Regions from separate parts of the Mus musculus genome. Here regions 2, 3 and 4 are each linked to region 1. Evidence: chromatin contacts called from public ChIA-PET and promoter capture Hi-C data. All regions are on one chromosome and are shown on one strand. Each heading gives the region's core, a stretch centred on a gene start, on an enhancer-like site or on the middle of the called end of the contact. The rest is flanking DNA. Distances are from core to core; before and after follow the strand shown.

The links. Promoter capture Hi-C pulls out the DNA fragments that hold promoters and counts their contacts. ChIA-PET counts read pairs in DNA pulled down with a chosen protein or histone mark.
Region 2: an RNA polymerase II ChIA-PET map of memory CD8 T cells shows a contact between it and region 1, with 18 read pairs. The contact joins the promoter of Abcc1 here to the promoter of Rrn3 in region 1. A contact is called at or near these places in 3 of 115 datasets of contacts at active chromatin or transcription factors (fetal liver, memory CD8 T cells and pancreatic cancer cells) and 1 of 9 other capture datasets (liver).
Region 3: a contact with region 1 is called in a promoter capture Hi-C map of pre-B cells, with 2.5 times the contacts expected there. The contact joins the promoter of Cep20 here to the promoter of Rrn3 in region 1. A contact is called at or near these places in 9 of 39 promoter capture datasets (3T3-L1-derived adipocytes, the C10 cell line, the HPC-7 cell line and 4 more), 1 of 484 Hi-C or Micro-C datasets (pre-B cells), 2 of 115 datasets of contacts at active chromatin or transcription factors (effector CD8 T cells and memory CD8 T cells) and 1 of 9 other capture datasets (liver).
Region 4: a contact with region 1 is called in a promoter capture Hi-C map of liver, with 3 times the contacts expected there. The contact joins the promoter of Mrtfb here to the promoter of Rrn3 in region 1. A contact is called at or near these places in 5 of 39 promoter capture datasets (the 3T3-L1 cell line, cranial neural crest, liver and 1 more) and 1 of 484 Hi-C or Micro-C datasets (CD4 T cells).

Annotation. Positions count from the first base shown.
Region 1 is chr16:13,779,247-13,782,162 of GRCm38.p6, forward strand. It overlaps Rrn3 (RRN3 RNA polymerase I transcription factor homolog (yeast)), which reads left to right and starts at 1,453. Exons shown (of 18, transcript NM_001039521.1): 1 at 1,453-1,593; 2 at 2,747-2,852. The coding sequence starts at 1,511. It also overlaps the pseudogene Gm6354.
Region 2 is chr16:14,360,093-14,363,008 of GRCm38.p6, forward strand. It overlaps Abcc1 (ATP-binding cassette, sub-family C (CFTR/MRP), member 1), which reads left to right and starts at 1,466. Exons shown (of 31, transcript NM_008576.3): 1 at 1,466-1,551. The coding sequence starts at 1,504.
Region 3 is chr16:14,315,812-14,318,727 of GRCm38.p6, forward strand. Cep20 (centrosomal protein 20) reads right to left here and starts at 1,521. Exons shown (of 5, transcript NM_025345.2): 1 at 1,483-1,521. The coding sequence starts at 1,510.
Region 4 is chr16:13,254,970-13,257,885 of GRCm38.p6, forward strand. Mrtfb (myocardin related transcription factor B) reads left to right here and starts at 1,512. Exons shown (of 17, transcript NM_001122667.2): 1 at 1,512-1,585.

The DNA of each region.
Region 1 (2,916 bases), core at 203-2,702:
ATGTGTTTGGGTGGGTTTTTTTGTACATCTGTGTGTCCCTGCTGTGCTCACAGAGGTTTAAGAAGCCCTGGGACTGGGGACTGCAGTTAGAAACAGTTGTGAACCTGGATCCTCTTTTGTTGTTTTCAAGACAAGCTCTTTTTGTATTGCCTTGGCTGTTCTGGAACTTACGCGATAGTCTAAATAAACTAGCCTCAGATTCAGAGATCTGCCTGTTTGTGCTGAGATTAAAGGTATGTACCATCATGCCCAGCTCCCCAGCCTGGGTTCTCTTACCCATGGTAACATCGGTCCAACTCTCCCCTCTGGCTTTTTACCAGTCTCCACACTTCTGGCTAGGTCACTGTGTAATATGTGTTTCACACAGAGTAAGGTGTGAAAATGTGTCTAAAATGATATACAGGATCCTTCTATTTCCACCTCTCCAGTGCCTGTATTACTAACATTAAACCGGGCTCTTTACCTGAGTAACCCAGGTCCTAATAGTTACCCATTGGCTTTGAACTCCCTTTTTTTGGTGGTGGTGGTGGTGGGGGAGGAATGGATCTCTAGGAGGTGGGCCTGGGGCCCTCACTGTACAACTTGTTCCTTAGCACTATTTCCAGAATCCTTCATCACACCTGGAAGTTCTGGAGGACAAGAATTGGGGTAGATAGGCAGGCCTTCAAAGGCATCTTCTGCTCTGAAGGCCAGGCCCACTGTGGCTGGGGCCTGTGGCTTTGCTACCTGACTAGTGAAGCCACATTCCCCCAGAGTTTTCTCATCAAGGAGCTGGTTGTCCTTGAACAGCAGCTCTCCTCAGGAGGCCTCTTCATGATGCCCTCAATGATGCGCTTGAGTGCCAACACCAAGCTTGACTCCTTGGCCTCAGTGAAGATGGTGGTCTTCTTGTGTGGGGTCATGAGAAACACAGCCATCCCTGTGGCTGCTTCTGGCTTGATGCACGGGACCAAATCTGATGGCTTCTCAGGTTGTCCTCAGCAGGAGTGATCTCTCAGTGTCCCTCGGAGTCTTGCCAAAAGTTAAGAGAGCCAACATGTTGTTTGAAAACCAAAAAAATCCCAGCCGTTCGATTTTACCAATGAAGACTCAGGGGCCAGATGCTGGGGTGCAAGCCTGCTAGGTCAGAGAGGCAGAGAAAGCACCCAGCTGACCTTCCTCCTCCACTCACTTCCCAGAAGGAAACCCGCTTTGAACTCCTTTTATCCTCCCGCCTCCACCTCCTGAGCGCCAAGGTCACGTGCACACGCCTCTAAGACAAGCTTCTTTTTGAAGGAGTTTCTGAGGAATGCGGCCACCGATTGCCCCGCCAAGCTGTGCCAGCCTATTTCTAGGAAAGCTTCAGGCCGGTTAAGGTCAGACGCAAGCCTACCCGCCTTCTTGCTGCGATCCTTACGCTCTGCTCACGTGGGCCGCGTCCCGCAAGGGGCTGCCTTCTGCAGCGCCACTTCCGGGGCGGGTAGGTCGTGGCTTCCGGCGCAAGGCCGGGCGTTCGCTCAGTTCAGGCCGAATGGCGGCCCCGCTGCTTCACACGCGCTTGTCGGGCGATGTGACGGCAGCGGCCTCTGCCACGCTGAGTGCGTCGCGGACTGGGTAAGATCCGGGCGGCCTCCGCCTGCGGGTGCGGGGCTCGAGCCCGCTGAGAGCTCTCCGCATGTGCCGAGGGGGCCGGGCGTGCGGGCTCGGCTCGGGCACGCAGGAGCCTCTGGTTCCCTCGGGTCCCCTCTGCCCGGGCGAGCCTTGTCTGTTCCATTGTTTCCCACTCACTCTTGGGGCACCCTTGTGGGACTCTAGGCTAATCTTCCGTGCCTTTCCTCTTCCCTCTCTTGGCCAAGACATGGGCGGCATTTCCAGGGTTTTGGATATCTAGGGGAAAGCTGTCACTGGTGACCTATCGAATTCCAAAAATTTTGTTTGAAATTTGTTTCTGTAGAAGCAAGCAGTAGCATAGTGGAACCGTATATTATATAAGCAGTCCTTTTTGCCCAACATTTTAAAATACCTATCCCTATAAAACATTTGGAATCTAACCTTTAGATTTTGTCTGATTCTCTTGTTTAAACGAAGTAAACCTTGTAAAGCACTTAGCATAGTACTGACAATTGTTAATAAAGTGTGTATACTCTGTGTTAAGGCACTGGGGACAGCAGCTTATCCAGACACTAACCCATACCCAGCAGAGCCGGAGGCGGGGCAGTGGGGTGGGGGGGCGGCGGCAATACATGGATAAGATAGTTTCAGGTATCAGTAAATGCTATGAAGAACTACAACGTTCCAGGATAAAGCGTGAGTGTATGAGGTTCTGGTGGAGAGGGCCTCTGACATTTGAACTCCAACCTTGGGAAGAGTGTTTCTAACAGCGAGTAGCAGGTGAAATGGGAATCAGCTTGACAAATTTGAGGAATAGAAAGGACATCACGCTTTTAACAAATGATTGTATCATGAGATCAGGGTTAGGAAAGGTGGCTGGTTAAACAGGATCTTACAGGGTTAATGTGGGAATATGGAGTTTCTTTTCCTTCCCTTACTCTTAATAAGATCTCATTATGTAGCCTAGGTTGGATTCTGCCACAGCTTCTGAGACAGATTTACTGAGGGAAGAGTGGCTTCCTGGGAGAGAAGGTTGGAAGGAGGGATATCATTTGAGAAACTTAAGCCTCATCACACAAAATGATGTTGGCTCAGCCATGCTCCCTGCCGTCATTCTCTGTCATGAATTTGATAACTGGTCTTCCTGGTTCTTCAGGCTTTCCGATATGCTCGCGTTAGAGAGCGATTTCTTCAATTCTCCTCCGAAAAAAACTGTTCGGTTTGGCGGAACTGTGACAGAAGTCTTACTGAAATACAAAAAGGTACGAGGAGGTGGGGTTTGACTTTGCTTAGTCAGAGTTTAAAAGGCATTAAACCGAAGAGCAA
Region 2 (2,916 bases), core at 216-2,715, 580 kb after region 1:
AATACACTTTCCGATTATGAAAGCATGTCATTAAGATCTGTTGCCTTATCACTAAAACACATGAAAATACAGCTCCACTTTCCCGTCTGTCAGATCTGAGCATATTCCAGCTGCTAGCTTGCTAGAGCCTAGCAAGACTCCTGCTATACAGCAGATGCTCAATAAATATGGGTAACAGTGCATTGAGAATTGTTACCTGAAAGTAATTATCTTTAAAAAACTTATTCACAGAGGTAAAGAAACTTCCTGCCAAGCCTGATGACTTGAGTTAGCTCCCTGGAATCCACAAAGTTCCACAAAAAACAACTCTCCCAGGCTGTCCTGACCTCCACAAGCACAAGTTTATATACACACCCACACACATACACACATAGAAGTAAATGCTGTTACTACAACCACCACCTCCACCACCACCACCACCACCACCACCACCACCACCAAACTCTTATTCATACTGAGGGGGACCTGACTTGTGGTTGACCTTCAAAAATTGTTTATCTTACTCATTTTCTTTATTACTTTTTAAATTAAAATATTTTTTCAGGGGTATACATAGCTCAGCTGGTGGAGTGGTTCCTGCTGACAACAAAACCTAGGAGGAAGCCTGGGTTTTGTTGTCAGCGCCCCAGGTGGCTGGGGTAATAAGAAGTGGAGGAAAGGTGATGCACACCTTTAATCCCAGAGCTTGGGAGACAGAGGCAGGCAGATCTCTGAGTTCGAGGCCAGCCTGGTTTACAAATTGAGTTCCAGGACAGCCAGGGGCTTCATAGAGAAACTTCAGTCTGTCTTAAAAAAAAAAAAAAAAAAAATGGAGGCAGAGGGGCTCACAAGTTCAGGGTCATTCATCCTCTACTACATAGTGCTTTAGAGGCCAGATTTAGTTATTATATGAAACCCTGTCCCCAAATTCCTCATACCAAGTAATAAGGAAATGAGTTATTTCCTGGCTGCACTCAGAATGGGAGAAATTCCCAGGGTGCTTTGCAGACCATGGAGGAGGGGTGGCAAACTGGTGTTCAGGATGGAGATCTCAGTGTTTAGAATGGATTCATAGGGCTCCTGATTCAAACGAACTACACTTCTACTCGTTGAGGGACTCTGAGCGAATTTCCTCACCTTTCTGAGCCTCAGTTTCCTTATCTGTTCTCTTTCCTTTCTTGGGAGCTCACATCCATATCCCTCCAGGTGCAACTGAAGGAAAAAGCCCTAAAATCACGCAAGCACCGAGCGTTCTCCCGCAGCGGGGGGCCAGCGGTACAGTTAGGGTCACCTGGGATGAAGCCCAGGTGTGGAGGGCCCAGTGCGGGGTTCTTCCGGGCCGTGTCGGCTTTAGGAGCCGCCAGTGAGTGGGAGCTGCAGACGAGGCCTGCAGGCCCAGGCCAGGGCAACTCGTGGCCGTGCTCGCTCCCACGCGCGGGGCGGGGCGGGGTGGGGCGGGGCTGCATCCCGGTGACGCGGGCCAACCGCGCGGCGCTGCGCCTCCTCGCTCAGCCGGCCGCCCGCATGGCGCTGCGCAGCTTCTGCAGCGCTGATGGCTCCGATCCACTCTGGGTAAGGTGGTGGGCCGCGGGGGACGGCGCGGGGGCGACCGGGGACTCGGAGGACGTGGGGGGACGCTGGGACGCGCGGACCCAGCTGCTCCCCTAGCCGGAGCCCTGCTCTGCTTACGCGGGGATTCGCCACCCGGGCCCCGGCGTAGCCGCCGCTCTCTTACTCTGGGGACCGGGTTCCGGGAGAGCTGGGTGTGTGCGGGGAGGTGCCTCTGTGCTTTGGGGTTCTGCCATCGGGAAGGGACGCCAGATCTGGAGGCAGCAAATTGGGGATTTTCTGTGTTTTGTGGGGGTAGGATCTCCGTTTACCGCGCACACACTATCATAGAGCACCGTGCAGGAGCCCAGACTCTAGAAAGGGACTTCCCATCGCTTGTGTTGGGGTTCCCCACTGTTTGTTTTACCTCTCGTTTACTCTGGCTTCATGTTTTTTTTTCTCATCCTCTCTCCTTTCTGCCTAAATGCTATCAGGGAACTTTAAGGAAATAAGGAAAAGCCAAGAGAGGGGAGAAGGGCCTTTCTGTCTCTTTTTGTAGGTTTGGGGTGCAGTGGAAAATGCCCTGGACTCTGTAACCAGGAGAGTGCCTTCTACTCTGAGTCAGAGAGACTCCGCTGCTCTGGGGATGTCCCGGGGACTTCAGGCCCTCTCCAGGTAGCTTTCTTGTGAAATGATCCTAGGCTGGGTTCCCTGGCTGACTGCTCTAATCTCCAGTGCTTGTGTATTTCGTGTTCCTGTAATGCTGTTCCTGTAATGCGATTTGCCTGTTATTCCAGAACACTCCTGCATCACATTGTCCTGATTATTAGTGACTACAATAGGAAACCCTGGACACAATGACTTTTCTTTTTGTTTGAGAAACAAGAAAAACATCCCTGTTTCTTAGCAGCTGATGGTTAGCGCCCACAAGTATTTGTTCTGTTTTGTGGTACCTCCGTGATAGACTGCATTAGGAATGATGACCCCTGAAGGCCCCCTGGGAGACTTTTGGGTGAGGAGGGTGCCAATTTTGGTTGAGAAACTTACCATACTTGGATAAATGGTTCATTTTAAAGCCAAGAGGTTGGAGGTTTCTCCAGAGCTGGAAACAGAGCTTGTGATTTACATTCGGGAGTCTGCAAGAGATAGGTGCCTGTTTGCCACACAGGAACACTGTGTGTCCTCTACCCTTGTGCCAAGTGTAGAGACAACGAGGTTATTTTGCAAGAACTCAGGGGGATCTGGGTCACTAACATGGGTGCTGGAGTATTTCCTGAATTTCTTTTTTCTCTTATGGTGGAGGGGAAGTAGACATTAGATTTTCTACCAGTTTGCATATTTTATTTTTGCATATATATAACACACACATACATATATTGTGTGTGTGTG
Region 3 (2,916 bases), core at 271-2,770, 540 kb after region 1:
GTTACTCTGAAGTACACACAGTACAGCCTCAAACTTTGCAGAAAACGCAAAGTAATGAGCTGGATTTGGGAAACGCAGCATGTCCTTCATACTTGGTGGCAGATTCCTAAACCATGCCTCAGCTGCCTTCTCCGAGGTAATGAACTCTACTTCTCAGAGAAAGAGCTAGGTGAAATGGAAGAGGTTTTAGACCAGTAAAAGCCCAGAAAATGTAAGATCACTGATTAGGAACAAGTTTTTATTACTTTTCTCTCAGACACAAAGCATACCAAGAACCAGAGAACGCAGAAGAACATATATAAGGAGGTCCCCCTCAATTTGTAGGGATAACCTCTGGGCTCTTTTATCATTTTGCTACTTGTAGTCTTATGCTTACAATGCTATTATTATAAAAATGCCTTCAGGAATTGGTCTTAACCCAACTTCTTTTCCATAGACTTTATCTTGAAATCCTATGAAAAGTTTATACAATATACATGTACTATGTATACTCCCATCCCCAGAACAGCTCATTGACTCATGTGAAGTCCCTCCTGGGGACTGAGGTATGTCTGCTTTTGGAATGCTCACCAGCAGTGTCCCCAATACATATGCAGTCAATAGTTACTACATCTTAGTCTCCAAACTATTCCATTTGGTTCTCTCCAGATTTCCATTACCGTTGGCTTAGTCTCTGAATTCCTTGACACTCAGAACTAGGTTTATTCTACGGGAAGCAGAATGGCATGATTAAGCCAGTGCACCTTATGGGGTTTCCACACGAGTCGATTTCTATCTAAATTATCGTGGATGAAATATTCCAACTCTCATGTATGAAATGGACATAGCGTTGCTACACAGAATCAAGTTGGATGAGTTGTTAAGGGTCTGATAGAATCACATACTGAACCTTAACTCCAATTACAACTCAAACGTTAACTCTAATTACTATTCAGAGTTAACAGTATACACGCGTTATTGATGTCTACTCCTTGTTTTGTAGTCCTGGGGATGGAACCTGCATGCACCCTGCACACAACCAACCATTTTGGAAAACCTCTTCCGAAAAATCCTGAAGAGCCGCCAGGATGGACAACTCTGTCTCAGGTTTCTGCCAAAGGACAAGGAGGACCTAGCCATACGTTGTCGTCCGGATGGGCTAGCCGTGCAAATCATTGGGAAGTGTGTCTGTCACCAAATCGTGGCTGTGGTGTTGTCGTGGTCAGCTCGGAACGCAGGCCTTTGGGCGCTGTCTGCTCAGTAGGGTTCTAAGAGATACCCAGAGGTCCTGAGGGGACAACAGATACCAGTCCCTTCCTCCAGCTCAAAGGCTGGCCCTAACATAGCGCATGCGCAAAGGCCGCCCCTGGTGGGCCCTGCCACCCTAGAACGACCCTGGAAAAAGATGAGCCGATGTCCCGCGCGCTCTCCTTCTGTCCCATCCCTATCATATACGGAAGGTTCGACGCTTCCCGCAACCGAGCATCCCCTCAATGCACTCACCAGCTTTCAGTTCCGTAACAGTCGCCATTTTTCAACGGCTGCTGGTGCCACGCCTCTCCAGTGCGTACGCACGGCTCTCGGCGCGGCCTCCAACCAATAGGAGTATGGCTCTGCTAGACCGCGTCTGTGCCTGCGCTCCGGTGATTGGCGAGCCGCCACATGAGACTCCACCAATCAGCGACCGTGTGAGGCGGGCTACACTGCAGAAAAGCTTGGAGCCAGAGCCAAATCTGTACCCAACTGCTTTGCCTTTTGTCGCCGCCCAAGTCCTACAGGTCAAGGTGCTGATTGTTCACCTCCCCTCCCCGCACCTTGGCAGGCTTTGTGCTCAGTCCGAGTCCCAGACACAACCCAGCGTCAGAATTACCTGGAAGACTGGTTAGAACAGACTGCTCTGACCCACCCTTGGGTCTTTCTGAGGCACGGACCAAGAGTTGGTTTTTCTGTCAACTTCCAGAATGCTGTGGATGGATGCTGTTAGTCTGAGAAGTGCCACCTTAAAAATCATCTTACACGGCACCCACTCGAAAGTGAACACTAGGAAGTCTTTACACGCCTCAGGTCAATGATGCCCGTTATACAGAGGAGGAAGTTGAGTGTCTAAAGGAAGATCACTGGCAAATGGTGGAGCAGGTGATAACCTAAACCCAGGCCAGCATCTCTTCAAAGCTTGCTCTCTACACTACCGTTAACACCGAGTACATTTGGAATCCTCGAGTTGTTTGTGGAAACAGCTGATAAAAGATTAAGAAGAACAAACATGGGAATAATACATTCAAAATGTGAGGCAGTATAATGGCAGTTGACTCTCCAGGGAGTCTAAGACACTGGACCCTTAAAATTCTGGACAGCCCAATAGTGGAAGTCTATGAGTGGATGCTAGTGAGCATATTTTCGAGGAAGTAAACTGTAAGAAATAGAAAATATAGACTTTAAAAGAAATCATTGGGTGTTTGTTTGTTTTTGTCTCATCTTGTAGTCCACGCTATCTGGGCATTCACTCTGTAGCTCAGGCTGACATTGAACTAACAACAAACACTCTTTTTGCCTCATTCTCAAAGTGATGAACGCCCCTATACTGCCACAACTTGGTTTTGTTTTTAAATTTGCCTCAGGGAGATAGATGTATGTTCTTCCTAAGATTAGCTTTGTTTTGTTTTTTTTCTGAAGTGCACAGGGTGGCTTTGAATTAGCCCTCCTTTCTTTAGCCTCCCAAGTGCTGCAATGACAGGAGTACATCACCATATCAGGCTTCTGAGATATTTCTTAAAGTGGGTAGCAGTTTTAAAGTTTGAAATCCATTTAGAGGAATGGCTCAGTGAATAAAGTTCTTGCTGCATAAATTTGAAGACCTGAGTAACCTTCGAAACCTGTTCTGTAGCCTTAGAATGGTCTTACTCAGTTAGGCTTTCCTATTTTGTAAAACCATGGTGC
Region 4 (2,916 bases), core at 262-2,761, 520 kb before region 1:
GCTGCCTCTCCAATACCATGTCTTCCCACACTTTGCCATGTTTCCCATCATGACTATACTATACTAAACCTCTGAACTGTAAGCCAGCTCCAATTAAATGTTTTCCTTTATAAGAGTTGTCATAATGTCTCTTCACAGCAATAGAAACTCAAACTAAGACAAAGACCTTGTCACAAGGCAGTGCCAGGCCCTAGAGTCATGCAAATTCAAATACTGTGTTACTAAGACCATATGGGTATTTTCTTTATTGCAGGCTTCGGAAGTGTGATGGTTCGTATATGCTCTGCCCAGGGAGTGGCACTATTAGAAGATGTGGCCTTGTTGGAGTAGGTGTGTCACTGTGGGCATGGGCTTTAAGGCTCTCACCCTAGCTGCCTGGAAGCCATTCTTCTCCTAGCAGCCTTCAGATGAAGCTGTAGAACTCTCAACTCTTTCTGTACCATATCTGCCTGGTTGCTGCCATGTTCCTGCCTTAATGATAACGGACTTAACCTCTGAACCCGTAAGCCAGCCCCAATTAAATGTCCTTATAAGAGTTGCCTTGGTCATGGCAATTTTCTGTTTACAGCAGTAAAACTCTAAGGCACGAGGTTATGGGTACCCACTTTAGTGCATCTCACTATGCCAGCCTCTCTTCCTTAGAAGCAATTACTCTTAAGTTTTCTTTTGGGAAGAAGTCACACCGTAATGCAGTGGTTCTCAGCCTTCCTAATGCTGGGACCCTTTAATACAGTTCCTCATGTTGTGGTGATCCCCCAACCATAAAGTTATTTTGCTGTTATGAATCAATGTAAATGATACACAGAATCTGATATGCGACCCCCTGTGGCCCCGAACAGCTGACCTAACTCCACGAATGCCCTGGCTCTATGTCCATGAACCATTCTATCCTGGGTTCTCCCACTGTTTTCGAACATATTTTGCTTTTAGGGCTCTACAGAGTTGGAGAAAGTGTGAAAAGCGTTCTCTTGTCTAGTTGCATTAAGATGGGTTGCAACAGACCCCCTATTGGGGTCACTTCTTCCACTCGGAAGAACTACAGAGGGGTGGAGAGTGAGGCAGGGCTCAAGAGGAGGGGTTCCTACAGGTGCGGGTGTGGCATCAGAAACGCACCGACTCCACAGGCCGGTCTGCTCGTCCGCTGCAACCTCCTTCTGGAATGGGGAGGCGGCAAGAATGCACTTAGTGAGGCAGCATGAGCTGTTTGCTTGCTAGGGTAGCCGGCACTGACTGACCATCTATCTGACTGGGAGCAGCCAGAGCTTAGGCAGCAACCAAAGAGCTCCCAGCTCCGCAGCCCAGCTGCGCATGCGCCCCGGGGCAGCCAGGTGAGAGCGCGGCGGGAGCGGGCGGCCTCGCACCTGGGTTTTAACTTTTCCGGGTCAGGGGCGAGGGCGGATGCCGGGTGGGAGAAGGGAAGCAGGGTGTAAACCTCCGGGAGTCGGCTCGGCGCTACCTGGAGCTTCCAGGACGGGCTCCGTGCCTTCAGACGGGAGGAGGGTAAGCACGGGGGCGGAGCGAAGTCTCGCGAGATCCGGTGGTAGCTGCGGCAGCGGTGGCGGCGGCGGCGGCAGCGGCCGGGGAGGTGAGCGGCGAGCGGGTGCGAGGCGGCCGTTGGGACTGAGGCAGGGGAGAGCTGCGGAGGGCGAGGCCGGGCCCCGGGAGAGGGACGGACGGAAGGCCCGCGTCCTCGGTGGCCCCTCGAGGTTGCTGCGGCGCCTCCGGGTGCGCGCTGTCCCGGGACTCGCGCGGGGCGGGGCGGGGCGGGGCGGCCGCGGTCTCGGGGCTACCGGGTCCGGGCTTCCCTCGTCGGGGGTCCCCTGTGTGCGGCCGCGGCCCGATCTTCCCGGGCAGCCTGGAGTTGGTACCAGGCGCTTCGCTTGCGCGCTCCCACGCTGGAACTGCAGTGAGGTGCAGCAGCGCCTTGGCCGGAGCCACTCGACGGGGACGTGGTGGGATGGGGACGGCCCACGCCCCGGACTCACCTTCCATCCTCCTCCCCAGCCCTGCTCGCGGCTCTTCCCCTGGGGTCCCCGCGGGGCTGCAGAGGGTGTGTCTGCAAGCCCTCCCGAAATTGCACGCACGCAGCGTTCCGGGTTTCCAGGGAGAAAGTTTTCCACCGCTTTTGTTCTGTCCCTGAAACTTTGCCTAGTTCTCAGTGTTCAGAAGCTACCCTTTGGCCCTGTGTATGAGCAGACGCGGTGTGACAGTGACGAGGGGTGCGGCGGGTGTAGGGTCTCAGGCCACGAGGATAGCTCAAGGTTTGCCTCAGGCAAAGAAACTTTGAAAAGTTTGATTCTTTTCTGAAGCTTGAGATCGCACTCTTAGGATGAGCGGTTGTGAAGTTCCTAACTTTTGGTTCTGTGGCAAATGTTTGCCACCCTGACACGAAGTTCATACTATATCTTCCTATACGTGATCCAAGGTCAGTAGAGTGCTCTCCTTTAGATGTGAAGAAGAAATACGTGCTATGGCGTTAGTGCAGCCCAGACACCCAGCTAGGTAGGACGTAATATCACGGACCCTGCGGCTAGTGAGTATGTTTGGAGACACACACTCACGTATGTACGCATGCACTTGTGGGACAGTGAGTCTCAAAGTCAGGAACAAAGATTGGGACCTGAGATAAAACCGTGTTACTTGGGGTAATTGATGCTAATGAGAAAAACAATGTAGGCTGACTGACAGCGTGCAAGATAAATCACAGCCTGTCTCTGGTTAGGCTCAGATAATACAGCCCTCCAGGGATGCTGTATTCCAGGCTACATTGTAACCAATACAAAGCCCGAGTTCTCTACATTTAATGGAGTACACAAAATCCCTCATGCTTATTGTTAGTAATAAGGAAATAGAAGATTGAAATTGTTGCACTTGGCAGTATGCTCCATGTGTGTCTAGTAGATGCAGGTGTAATGT